Regions from separate parts of the Sus scrofa genome. Here region 2 is linked to region 1. The links are chromatin contacts, called in public HiChIP or PLAC-seq maps. All regions are on one chromosome and are shown on one strand. Each heading gives the region's core, a stretch centred on a gene start, on an enhancer-like site or on the middle of the called end of the contact. The rest is flanking DNA. Distances are from core to core; before and after follow the strand shown. Region 1 has its middle 130 kb from the start of DUSP4. Region 2 holds the start of DUSP4 (dual specificity protein phosphatase 4).

The links. HiChIP or PLAC-seq counts read pairs in DNA pulled down with a chosen protein or histone mark.
Region 2: a contact with region 1 is called in an H3K27ac HiChIP or PLAC-seq map of skeletal muscle, with 4 times the contacts expected there. The contact joins the promoter of DUSP4 here to the enhancer-like site in region 1. A contact is called at or near these places in 6 of 47 Hi-C or Micro-C datasets (alveolar macrophages, blood, embryonic fibroblasts and 2 more) and 2 of 2 datasets of contacts at active chromatin or transcription factors (alveolar macrophages and skeletal muscle).

Annotation. Positions count from the first base shown.
Region 1 is chr15:55,355,789-55,362,059 of Sscrofa11.1, reverse strand. No RefSeq gene overlaps it. Among named protein-coding and RNA genes, the nearest start is that of DUSP4, 130 kb to the left of the region's middle. Within about 2 kb of position 4,324, at least 21 of the 83 cell types and tissues checked have an H3K27ac peak or open chromatin away from gene starts, as enhancers often do. A contact at or near this core is called in liver and skeletal muscle, where this site is marked.
Region 2 is chr15:55,487,810-55,493,791 of Sscrofa11.1, reverse strand. DUSP4 (dual specificity protein phosphatase 4) reads right to left here and starts at 2,708. Exons shown (of 4, transcript XM_003133392.4): 1 at 1,835-2,708. The coding sequence starts at 2,267.

The DNA of each region.
Region 1 (6,271 bases), core at 3,075-5,574:
GCATGATAAGGATCCTTTCAGTATATCATCTAGGGATTTGCTAAGGGACCACACTGCTGCTGATAGAGAGGAGATCATAGCGCAAAAAGATTTGTCATCCGAGTCTCACTATTTTTCTTAGTCACTTAGGTTCTGATGTGGTGGTGGGAGGAAAGAAGACTCTTATGACTGCTCTAGACATCAGGGATGGAAAATTCTTAGATCATCCAGTTTACCCTTCCAAGCTCATAGAGGATTATGGCTTTTTGTTCATCGTCTTCACATGCATCCTTCTCAGAAGACACAAAGTGGTGGATGAAGATTTCCGTGTTGGGGAGATGTCCTCAGAGAATCCTACCAAGTGGGATGGTCTTGTTTCCCTGGAGGAATGATGACACTCCAGTCCAGGCTGTCAGACACTGACTTTAGTTCGGACTCTCTGTGGAATCTAGAGCAAGTCACTCAAAAGTATTCTTGTCCCTCAATTCTTCTTCTTCATCAGTGGTATCCAACAGAAATAGAATGTGAGCTACCAGTGTGATTTTCTAGGAGTCCCATTGAAAGAATAAAGAGAAAGGAAGTGAAATGTGTTGAATATATTTTATTTAACTCAATATGTCTGAAATATTGTCACTTCAAGCTTAGAATCAATATAAAAATTAATGGGATATTTTACATTCTTATTATTCCTACCAAGTCTTTAAAATCTGTTGTGTATTTCATACTTAGAGTACATCTTAATTTAGACGAGCCACATTTCAGCGGCTCACAAGCCACATGTGGTTGACAGAGCAGTTCTATAGCACAGAAGAGACGTCTATTGCTTTTTTTGTTGTTTCGAAAGAAGTCTTTTGATTTTTCAAAATAGCACAAAACGACATCACACTATGGTAATATTGAGTCACAGGGTTATTCTACAGTCAGTGAACGGGTGTGCTGTTCTCAGAAACAAGAGGGGTCAACGTCTGTTGCTTTTTGAGAGTATAGTAGAGTATTTTTGTGCCGAATGACTATCCATCTGCCTTGAACAATTGGATAGATACAGGTAAGGATTCACAGTGATGCTAAGAAAAAATATGAATAGTCTTTTCCTTTCATAGGCTGGAGGTTCAGATAAGCTTCAAAAGATCAAATGAGAAGCCTATGAATTACAAGACCATTGAGGCAACACCAAGAATAGGTAAGGGCTGTCAACTCTGGAGAAGGAGATATCCAAGAATTAGTAATATTAGCATGCCGATTGGGTGAAAGCTGTGATTCTGTCCTATGAGTAATCTATTCCACTTTAAGAGATATTTTACTGGTGGGTCCAAGGAGCCCCTTAGATGTTATTAAGAAGTACTCTTAAAGGATACCCCAGTGACCAAACTGGTATTTTAGAGATTGAGGCATGTTAAGAAAGATGTTGAAGTGAAGAAAGGTCTTAATGTAATGACAAGTGCAAATATGGAGGTGGTAGCTGGAAGGAGAGTTGACCAATCTAGCCTCTCTTTCCAGTCACATCCAAGGCAGAGGGTGTTCTAGTCCTGATGGTCGCATTTAAACTCAATTACTTCTTTAAAGACTGTATCCCAAATGTGCTCCCATGCTGAAGTACTGGGGGTAGGGACTTCCACATAAGGATTTTAGGGGGATACAATTTAGCCCATAACACAGGTATTACCCATCTTACAGATGGGTAAACTGAGGCCCAAGGAGGATAAGTGACCTAAGGGTCAACAAGCCAGTTGAGACTATAATCTGGATCATGATGCTCTGACCATTTTGTCTCTTGAGTTAAAACAATGTATCTGACTAGTGCTGTGTACCACAGTTGGAAAACTAGGTTTTCTCATTGCCTGTGAATGACATGGGTATTTCATGGGGAGTGGTGGCATCAGGGGGTGGATAGTAGGATGATGCAGTGGGAGCAATTAGATATTAGAATTCAGAATCTGGGTGTGAGTCTTGCTCTGTCATGTACTAGGTGTGTTGTGGTGGTCAAGGCCTGCCCTCTCTGAGCTTATACTGACTAATATTTATTAAGCACAAATACTTAAGCATAAGCAGTGAGCATGTATCTCATTTCACGTTCACAACAACTTGTGGGGTTGATATTCTATTTTACAGTTGCGGGAAAGAGACTCAGAAATGTTAAGTGACTTACCCAAGGTCACACAGCCAATAAGGCCTAGAGTCAACACTCAAACTCTGGTCTGTAGATTCTGAAACCTGTACAGTTAACCATTTCCTGACCCAGGAATGGGGCCCAGGATCATCAAATCTGCTTTCAGGAGAGGAAATGTCTGGGTTGTAATGCAAAATCTCCAGAATTTTACATGTTGACTAATTCGAGTTTCTTAAAAACTATGAAGGCCAGGCAAAACACATCAGGGAAGCTCAGCTTTACATTGTATTGCCTGTCACCTGTATATGAGGAGGCTGGATCAGATAAGTCTGAAGGTCCTTGTCCTGATGGTTCATGCTTTTCTAATGCCCTCTGGGATTTATGAAGTTGATTTTAGTGGATGTCATATGACCTGAATGACTGGGTTTCAATCGTGCCTTGACAATAGTTGACATACAAATGACTGTAAATTCTTTAACCCTTCTGAGCCCCAGTTTCCCTGTCTGGAAATTGGGGATTGTACCTGGCACTTTGATGTGAAATTGTACATGGTATTTGTAAAGTGTGTGATGGGCGCCTGGTACATGATGAGAAAACTGTCGCCCCCCCAGTGCCAGCAGTGTCTCTCTCCAGGGGATTGTGGGCCAACGAGGGGAGAGCTTACGTGGCAACTTGAGGGGACATGGATGGAGCTGCCACCTTGAAAATTCACACCCAAGGTTCTGCCGCTTTAACTTTAGTTTTGGAATCTTCAAGGGTTTTAAAAAAGATGCCACTTTTTGTTGGGAGGGATGGGTTAATACCTTAGCAGGCATTAGTTAGTTTTTATTCATTTGACAAGCATTTGTGGATTCCTAAAGTTGTGACAGAGGAGTTCACAAACTCAAATTTGTGTAAGAAATACCTAAAGAGCTTGTTTGCAATAAAGGTTCTGAGATGCCTCTCCCAGACAGTCCAATTGACTTGGTGTGGGATGGGGCCCAGGAATCTGCATTTTCACAGCTCTCTAGTGATGCTGATACAGGGGGTCCCCAGACAAGAGACTGAGGTACAGCTGGTCACATTCCTTCCTGGAAGGACATCCGGAACTGCCCTGGTCCCCTCAGCCACAGCTTTTCCCACAGGGTGGCCTCACTTGGGCAAGCTGCCACCCAGGGTGGGCGAGAAGGCAGGAGGAAAATTCTGTCTTAACCAGTTGGGCTGAAGTCAAATGGCTTACAGTGGGTCAGATATATATATATATATATCTGATATAAATATAAATATAAATATAAATATATATATATATATATATATATATATATATATATATTTGTCTTTTATCTTTATAGGGCCACACCCGAGGCATATAGAGGTTCCCTGGCTAGGGGTCTAATCGGAACTATTGCTGCCAGCCACAGCCACAGCAACACCAGATCCAAGCTGTATCTGCGACCTATACCACAGCTCATGGCAACGCCAGATCCTAAACCCAATGAGTGAGGCCAGGTATTGAACCAGCAACCTTGTGGTTCCTAGTTGGATTCGTTTCTGCTGCACCAAGATAGGAACTCTGTCAACAATTTTCTCTAAAGAAAAATATTTTGGGGGTAAAAAAGTTCCAGAAGTTTCCAAACTTAAAAAAAAAAAAATTCCTTACAGTGGAACCAGATGGTTCATTCTTAATAAATTTAAGTAATAAAAGAGGACCATTTCAGGGTCTGGAAAGAAGCAGTAATTATGGTGTTTTCTGACCTCCAGGCCTCTAGTTACCATCAGCAAAATAGCCCAGTGCGCTATAAAAGATGCTGGGAATGATTTCCTTTCTCACCGAAGACCTGGAGCCAGTGGGATGGTTTTTGGTTTCTGCCCCTGACAAAAGTCACTAGCAAGCTTGTAGCTCTACCAGGCCCAGGTGTTATCAGTCATTTCTCAGCTTCCCACCCACGCAGCTTCATGTGGCAGGTCCAAAAGTGTCCCCTCTCCCTGAGTGACGTCCCTCAGAGATTCAGAGAAAAGAGGTGGCACCCAGCAGGAGGATGCGCCCAGGCCTGGCACCTGCCTGCTTCTGTAAAGGCCATGTGTCTGAGCTTCCACTGCCTCTGGACCAAGCCCAGATCTGGCTGTGACAATGGCTGCCCAAGTTTTTTGGTTGTCGTTGTTCCAACAGCATCTGGAAGAGACTCTGGGAGGGTCCAATCAACCCACATGGTGTTCTCTGGAAGCTGAGCTGAGGCGTGTGGGCGGAAACGGCCTCGGCTCTCTTTGCTTTCTTTCTGCCTAAAACACTCACTGCACATACCACAAGTTTTTTTTTAGAGGTTAGACAAATTTGCATCCTTCTTCTTCAAGCCAGAGGAAGTGCTGGAGGAAGTTGTGTATTAAAAGAATGAGGCCGGGGGAGTGGGGGGCGCTTAGGTTAGGAAGAGAGATGCTTCTTGGCAGTGTTCCCTGTGGCCAGAAACTCCCATAACATTGAAACTATTAACCCTTGAGGCTATGGATCAATGGCGGACCCACTTGGAGTTCATTTATTTAGCTCAGAAAGCTCTGTCTCTTTCTCTCTTTAAATCTGGGCCTTAGACTCATCAGCAGCAGTTTGTTCAGCAATTCAGCTCCAACTCCCTGGAGACACCAACAAATCACAGGACAGCTGCTCTTAATACTGAGATACCACGAGAATCCAGCCAGTGCACACAGGGTGTTGACACAAAGTCCTGGTGTTGTTATAAGGGAGGGCCGGGAGAGGGATCAGGTCCTTGGCTAGCCCTTTCATTTTTGCCTTGGGTGTGTGGATGAACTTATATTTGATGCTTTCATTGGTTCTGAACTCTTTTCTTCCTTAATCCAGGGACATGATAAGTATCATTTGCCTCATAAATTAGTTAAACCTCAAGTTAGGCTTTCTGTAGAACTGAGCCACTTCACAGAAAGCAATGAAGTTATTGGCATGACCTAACAGGGCACTGGAGGGTATGGCGTGGCAAAACCACTAGTAAATGTGGGAGGAAACGACTTTTGAAGATATTGTTACCTGTGCTAAGAAATGTCAAGTATAGATCTGGGCCAATTCTGATCAAACTTGAACGTAAGCCTCTGTCAGATGTCAGATGTCAGAAGGGCTTTGTTGGCCCTGTGGTATATCTCTTTTTTTTTTTTTTTCCCACTGTACAGCAGGGGGGTCAGGTTATCCTTACATGTATACATTACAATTACATTTTTTCCCCCACCCTTTCTTCTGTTGCAACATGAGTATCTAGACCCCTGTGGTATATCTTAATGTGCTGCCTCTGTTTAGCTTGGGCTAACTTTCTCATTCTCAACTTCTCTGGTTAGTAAACTTTACTCAAATTAAGAAATTAATTTTAGACAAAGATCAGATACATGGTGGGTCTCTAAGATTTTTTGTTAAGACATTAGAAAGAAAGATGTGGAGTTCCTGCTATGATGCAGTGGGTTAATGATCCAACTTGTCTCTGTGGAGGTGCCAGTTTGATCTCCACCCAAGCACAGTGGGTTAAGGATCCTGTGTTGCTGCAGCTGTGATGTAGGTTGCAGCTGGGGCTCAGATTCAATCCTTGGCCCAGGAACTTCCACATGCTGTAGGTGCAGCCATTAAAAAAAAAAAAAAAAAAAAAAATTTAAGGCAGACAAAAGGCTTTGTAAGGATCCTAGGGGCAGATTTTACAAATTCAATTCATTAAAGAAATAGGACTTCTACAAACCTTAAGGCATTGTCCACACCAGCCTCACTAGGAGTCCAAAGTAGAGAAGAACTCATCTCAAACAGATTTATGAATGTGGCCCTTATCTACTGGTATGGACTTGTAAACTGACCTATAAAAAGAGAACTACACCAGCTTAAACCAAAAGGGGTAGCAGAGAGCACAAAATGAAAAGATGTCTTTGGGTTCCCAAATTTCTACTTGTAGGAAATAGGTTGGGGAAAAGTCTCAGCTACAAGCAGAGGTTTACTTTTTTTTTGGAAAAAGGATGATTGAGAGGAAAGAACTGACCATCCTGAAGGCAGAGCCAAAAGCCACAGTGAACAATTCCCAGACTAGTTCCCAGCCCTAATCAAGGAACTGGTAACGTGTGCCTGGCTGGATTTCAGAATTGCTATGGACCGGAGAATGCTGTGTGTTTCCATTTCTCTTCTTGAATGAGAGTCTGTAGTGGTTATCCCATGCCTATCCCATTATAGGT
Region 2 (5,982 bases), core at 1,459-3,958, 130 kb before region 1:
TCCTCTCCGGATTTCTTCCAGGAAGAAAAACAAAACAAAACGACCGGACTCCACGTGCGTCTGCCCTACCTCGGGAAGGGTTCGGGGTTCATGGACTACAAAGGCAGGCGCGCGATTGGGCTCCAAATCAGGAGCGATCGAGGGCAACGTGGCACGGGAACACCCTGGCCCCTCCCCTGCCATTCGGAGGGACTTTTGTCCCAGAGAAATTTATCTCCGCCTCCTCACGGGCGCCAGCACCAGCCAAGGGAGGGCAGGTGGCATGTTCGACCCGGCACTCTACCCTGTCCGGGGCTGCAGGGCTCCAGGTACAGCTCAGCACCGGGGAGGAGGGGCCCCCATGCCCCAGAGCTCTGCTCGCCCAGCTTTGCGGCCGGTCCTTCCGGTGCACGGCCCTTCCTGGCACTTTCTCTTAAAGCGCTTGGAGAAGGGAAGAGGGTTGGGCTCAAACGGAGGTGCCAAAGGCCGCCCTCGCAGAGAAAGAAAAATCAGCAAAATCGCCTTAATAGTTCAACCAAAGGTCAACAGCAGCATTTCCCCAGCAGCTGACAGGTCAAATGGCCAGGAAACAACTGCCGAGAACAAAGCCCCCCGCTGTTCACGGGGGCAAGCCCAGCGGGTCGGCACTGAGCCGCGTTGTTGTGCTTTTTGGAAGGGGCGGTGGGGAGAGGTTTCCGCCGCACCTCCCGCCCCATCTCCCTTCCTCTCGGGCGTGCGGGTCCGGAGAGGAAAGGACAGCAGGGAGGGGGCCAGGGGCACCAGCAGGGAAAGGGGCGGCTCTTTGATGGCCGGGGTCCGAAACGCCTCTAGGCTTCAGAGTAGAAGACCCTCCGAGGGCGAAGGAATGCGCGGAATGCGGCGCGGGAGGAAGGGGCGCAGCTTGGCCAGGGGCGCCCTTACCCCACATGCCCTGCCTGCTCCCCGACGCCCGACACCTTCTGGCAGGTGCGGCCGGCGCCCCGGCCCTCCAGTTATTTGGGTAGCCCTCGGCCCTTTCGGGTTTCCGACTGGCTGGTTTGACGAGACCTCCCCTCTCCAAGGGTTTCGCACTTAAGCACGCGCCGCCGTCTGAGAGTCGGGTCTGAACAAAAGGTCGTACTTTGCTACCTCAATTTAAGAGGCCGGATCCCACCAAGCGTCCGCTCTATGCTCGGACCTCCCGCCTTCCGCTCCCAGAGCCTGCTCTACCCCGAAGCTGGAGAGGTTGGCCACCTTCCAGGTGGAGCTCGGAGTGGGGCAACAGAAGAGTAGATACAGATCGCTCTACACCATGCCCATAACCCCAGCCTTGTTACTGCACTTATTAAGGGCTGGTTTCCAGCAGGACCCGCAGGGCCGATTCCACTCCGGTGTTCACCCTCCTTCACCGCTTTCCCCACCTCTTGGGATCTCGGGTTGGACTCAGCGCAGGGCCCCGGCACTCCAAATCAACAGGCCTAATCTGTCCTCCATCCCCGCACGGTGGCACTTGGGAGCACTTCCCTGGATTCGAAGGTGGGCAACGCAGCTGGATAGCCTCACTCGCAAGGCCAGACCGTTAGTCGAAGTAAACAAACTCAGAAACGCCCGAAAGGGTTCGGAATTGCAGGTGACGGAGGCATTGCGCCCCATCGCCTCGGAGGACTTCAGGAACTCGCGCTGGCACACAAACGCACAGAATCCTTGCACACTCGTGCAGACACCAATACGCACAAAGGAGTGCGCGGGGATCCCATCCCGCAGCTGCGACTCCCTCTGGGCACTTCTGCCCACTAAGGCGCAGGAGGCCGAGTCCAGCCGCACGGACTGTTCAGCCGCACTGACCCTCCAGCTCGCGCCCAGCGCCCGCGTTTACCTTTGAGCAGGCAGATATCGGTGCGCTCTGCGTTGCGGCGCAGCGCCTGAACCACCAGAGACACCGTGCTGTCTTCGCGGAGGCTCTCGGCGCGCGGGCTGCGCTCGTCGTAGACGATGACCGCGGAGTAGAGGCCGGAGCGCAGGCGGGCGCGGACCTCCTCCTCCGCGGGCAGGATCTGCTCCAGGCTTACCGAGCCCTTGGCCCGCCGCCGCACGATGGTGTTGCAGCGCACGTTGACCGAGCCTCGGATGTAACCAGCGCTGTGCGCTAAGAATGGTCTGCAGTCCAGCAGCAGGCACTTGCTGCCGCTCAGCAGCCCCAGAGCGCCGTGGCTGCCGCTGCCGGCTGCGCCACCGCCGTTCTCATCCCGGTTCATCAGCCTTTTGAGCACGCTGCAGTCCATCTCCCGCAGCTCCTCTACGGTCACCATAGTCGCCGGCAATCTCGGCTGCTGAGCACAAGAGGAGGCGAAGGACGCCTGGGCCAGCTGGGCTGCAGGAAGGGGCAGGCTGGGGCTAAGGGAAGGCGCGAGCAGAAGTGGCTTCAAACTTGGCCCCCTGAGGCTCCCACGGGCGAACCTCTTCTCCCCGGTCCCCTTCCTCCTGCAGCCTCGCGGTTACATAGCAGTCCGAGCGGCCTCGGGCGCCAGGCAGCACGGTGCCCAGGGAAAGGTAGCGATGGAGGGGAGTGTGTTTACGAGAGAGGGCCAAGGGCTCTCTTCTGTAGTCTCCTCTATTGTATTTTGCCTGCTGTGCTGCTCCTGCCGCCTGCCGTTCTGCTCGCCGTTCCCCCACAGCAGCCGGAGCTCAGCGTTCTGCCCCAGCCAGAGTTTCCTCTCCTCGGCTTATAGATTTATTAAGGCTCCTCTGCTCTCCCCCGGGAGGGGGCAGATTCATTACTACCTCGGGAGGCCCCGCCTCTTTCCATTCTGGGCCCAGAGCCCTACCCCGCCCCTAGCCCTAGCTGCCCGCCCCCTCCAGTTCCCCCCCTCCCGGCTGGCCCCTCCCTCTCTGCCCGCCCCAGCGCGTGAATGGAGTGTCGGCAGCTTGCGCCCAGTCACGGGGAAGAGACGTCACAAAGAGCGGAGTAAACAGGGAGCGCTGAGCTCGCCGCCAGGCCCATTCATAAAACCTAGACCTAGAGGAAGAGGGAGGAGGCCTCCGACCCGCTAGCGAGCTGCAGAGCTTGGACTTTGTGAATGGAGCGCCGCGGCGCCTTTCCCCGGCCTCCGCAGCGCGCGTACAGCCTGACCCGAGTCGCGGTACGGCCACCCCACCCCGCTGCGGCGGTAGCGGCTATCGGCAGAAAGAAATCGCCAGCCCAGAAGCCCGCCTAGCGGAGGCTTGGGCTCGGTCTTGAGGTTTCATCCCTCTTTACCTCCGTGCTGCCCCCCCAAGCAGCCTCGCAGGTGTCCCCCACCTACCCAAGTGGACAGAAGAACGCTGCACCAACGTCCAGCCGGCCCGGCCTGCCTCTCCTCGCCCCATGTTTACGAAGTGCGTTCGACCGGCCAGACGTTTTTTCAATTGTGATTCCTCAGACTTTAGCTTCTGCCTCAGCCTGATCGATTTTCATCTTAAGCCATTAAATCAGCTTTACAGCTTCCCGAGAAACGTGGGCAACCCCAAACTCAGAAGATGAAAGAGAAAGCCTTCCCGGCCCGAAGGCCAGTAATAGAAGTGAGGTGTTGAGTTTGTTGCTTTACGATCCGGAGGGAGGCATTAATTGAATCCGGAATGTTGTTCCCAAGGAGGAAGGCGGGAGTGCCACTCCCTTCCACGCTTCCTAAAGAGGTTTATTTAACCCTGTGGGGGTGGGGGTGGAGGGAGATGTTTTTGGCTTTTGGAAAAATCCTCACCCCACCTTGTACACGTGTGATTGTCTTCTCAGGAAATGACACTTAGGGTCCACATCTGGTGCGAAGACCCAGAGAAAATGACACGTAAAGAATTTAACACGCTCCAGGGCCGAGTCAGTTTTTTTTTCTTCTTTTTTTCTTTTGCATCCTTCTTTCCAGGTCATGTCGCATTTTTCTCGCTCCCCCGCTTTTACTTATGCATTTAATTTCCCGGAGGCCGCTTTTGGCAGAGGGGTGTTTGGTCGCCGCAGTGAGGACACAACACAAGGCAAAAATTATTCGCCCGACATCTTGCCAAGTCTTGTTAGTGAGAATTAACCACCAAGCAGGGAATTCTAGGACTCGCTGGAGGCCTCGGGGACAAAGGGGTCGAGTCTTCCTCTTCTGGTCGACCGAGGCAGCCAGGGCCGCCGAACCCGCGGGGTTTCTCCCTCCCCGGACTCGGCCTTCCGCTCTGCCTTTGTTCCCCGCCGGGCGGCTCTCTGGACCTGTCACCTCCGGCCCCCAGGGCCACCCCTCCGCTCCGCAGGGCGGCCTCGGCGGCGGCCTCTACTTCCAAGGCCTACGACCTCCCACTGCGCTGGGGATCCAGACACCAGGCCCAAGCTTAGTGCGCTGTGAGGGGTGCAGCTCACCCGTGAGGAATCCTTTTACCCCAGGCTCCGAAATGCCTCCGCCATGTACTGATCTATGTAGAATTTACTATTTTGTTCATCACATATAGGGGGGAGGGGGCACTAATTTCGAATGTTTTTTTTAAAAAGCACTACATTTGGACTGGAGGCTTGGGACTGGCGTATGCACACTGAGGTTTATGGAATGATGGGCTAACCGGACCTGCTGTATAGCACAGAGAACCCTACCCAGTATTCTATGGTAACCTGTGTGGGAGAAGAATCTGAAAGAGAATGGATATGTGAATGAGTATGGCTGAATCACTTTGTTGTACAGCAGAAATTATCACAACCTTATAAATCAACTACACTGCAATAAAACTTTAAAAAATAAACACTACATTAAGATATTTATTTTCACCACTGACTTCTGGGTACCCCTGACATTCTGCTCACTCTTGTCTCCTAGGGCCTAGAGGACAGTCACCACCGCAGACAGACCGAGGCCGCGGGCAGTGCAGACGGGAGGTCAATGGTCAAAGGCTCGCGGGGAAGGGTCTGTACTCCCTCCGAGGGCAACAAGGGCCTCTGTCCCGCTTCTCACGTGCAGACACGGTTGTGAGGCTCCGCGTAAATTCGCTCTCCCTGGTACACCAGGGGCGCGCCCTTTTCAAGGAGTCCCCACGTCCGGCCCGTCCTCGGCTTTTCCCGGTCGCTCTCCCGGCAGCCTCGGAATCAGGTCGTTGCCAGGCCCGCTTCCAGAAAAACGCCGATGCCTTTACAAGGGCTTGGACTGGACATTCTTGAGCTTCTCAGTTGGAGGCAGGTTCGGGCCAACTCCGCACGTGTCGCAGGAGCAGGAGCCTTTCCTGAGCCGCCTCTGCCGCGCTCCGCTAGCCTTTGTCTCCCCTGTGCCTGGGGCGCCTCCACCCCCCCCACCCCCGCCCAGCTCTCACGTGGCCGGTAAATAACAGTCGAATCCCGGGGAAGGAAAATGCCCACCGAACAAAGAATTGCTTTCTGCACCTGACAGTAATCCGTGGTGGCGAAGCCCGTAAATCCCGCAGGCGATTCACACGGAAGGGCGCGTGGGCGGGCGCGTGTGAGTGTGTGTGTGTCCACGTGTGCGCGCCTGCGCGCCCGGACCCTGGAGGGGGGCCTCTGCATCTACTTCATGTATTTTAGCCCAGAGCCGCTTGCTTGAGGAATGCCAATGCCTGGTTTTTTGTTTTTGTTTGTTTTTTTTTTTTTTTTTTTTGAGGGAGACTGAAAGAAAACAAACGAAAAAACCAAAAAAACAAAAAAATCAAACAGACTCTCCCTTCAGTTCAGGAATTAGCTGTCGGATGTGTGAATTTCAGACAACGAGATTTACATTTTGTATTTATCCAGGTGCCCTGTAAGCACCCAGGATAATTGTTTTAATTTTTGGTATTGTAAATGTGTGGGCCATCTGGTACACAGTTAAATGAATACAATGTGAGGGCTAGCAGACACCAGGCTACAGAGAGGATAAATATGAAGGCTAGGGGTGGGAACCTTAATCGGTTTACACAGGAACCTCCTGAAACAGCTTGTCAATGAGTAGATCTCTGAGAAAACAAAGACATTTGGAAAGAAGACATCGAATGTCATTTCAAAGTTAATTTGATTAAGAAAGACATATCTGCAGG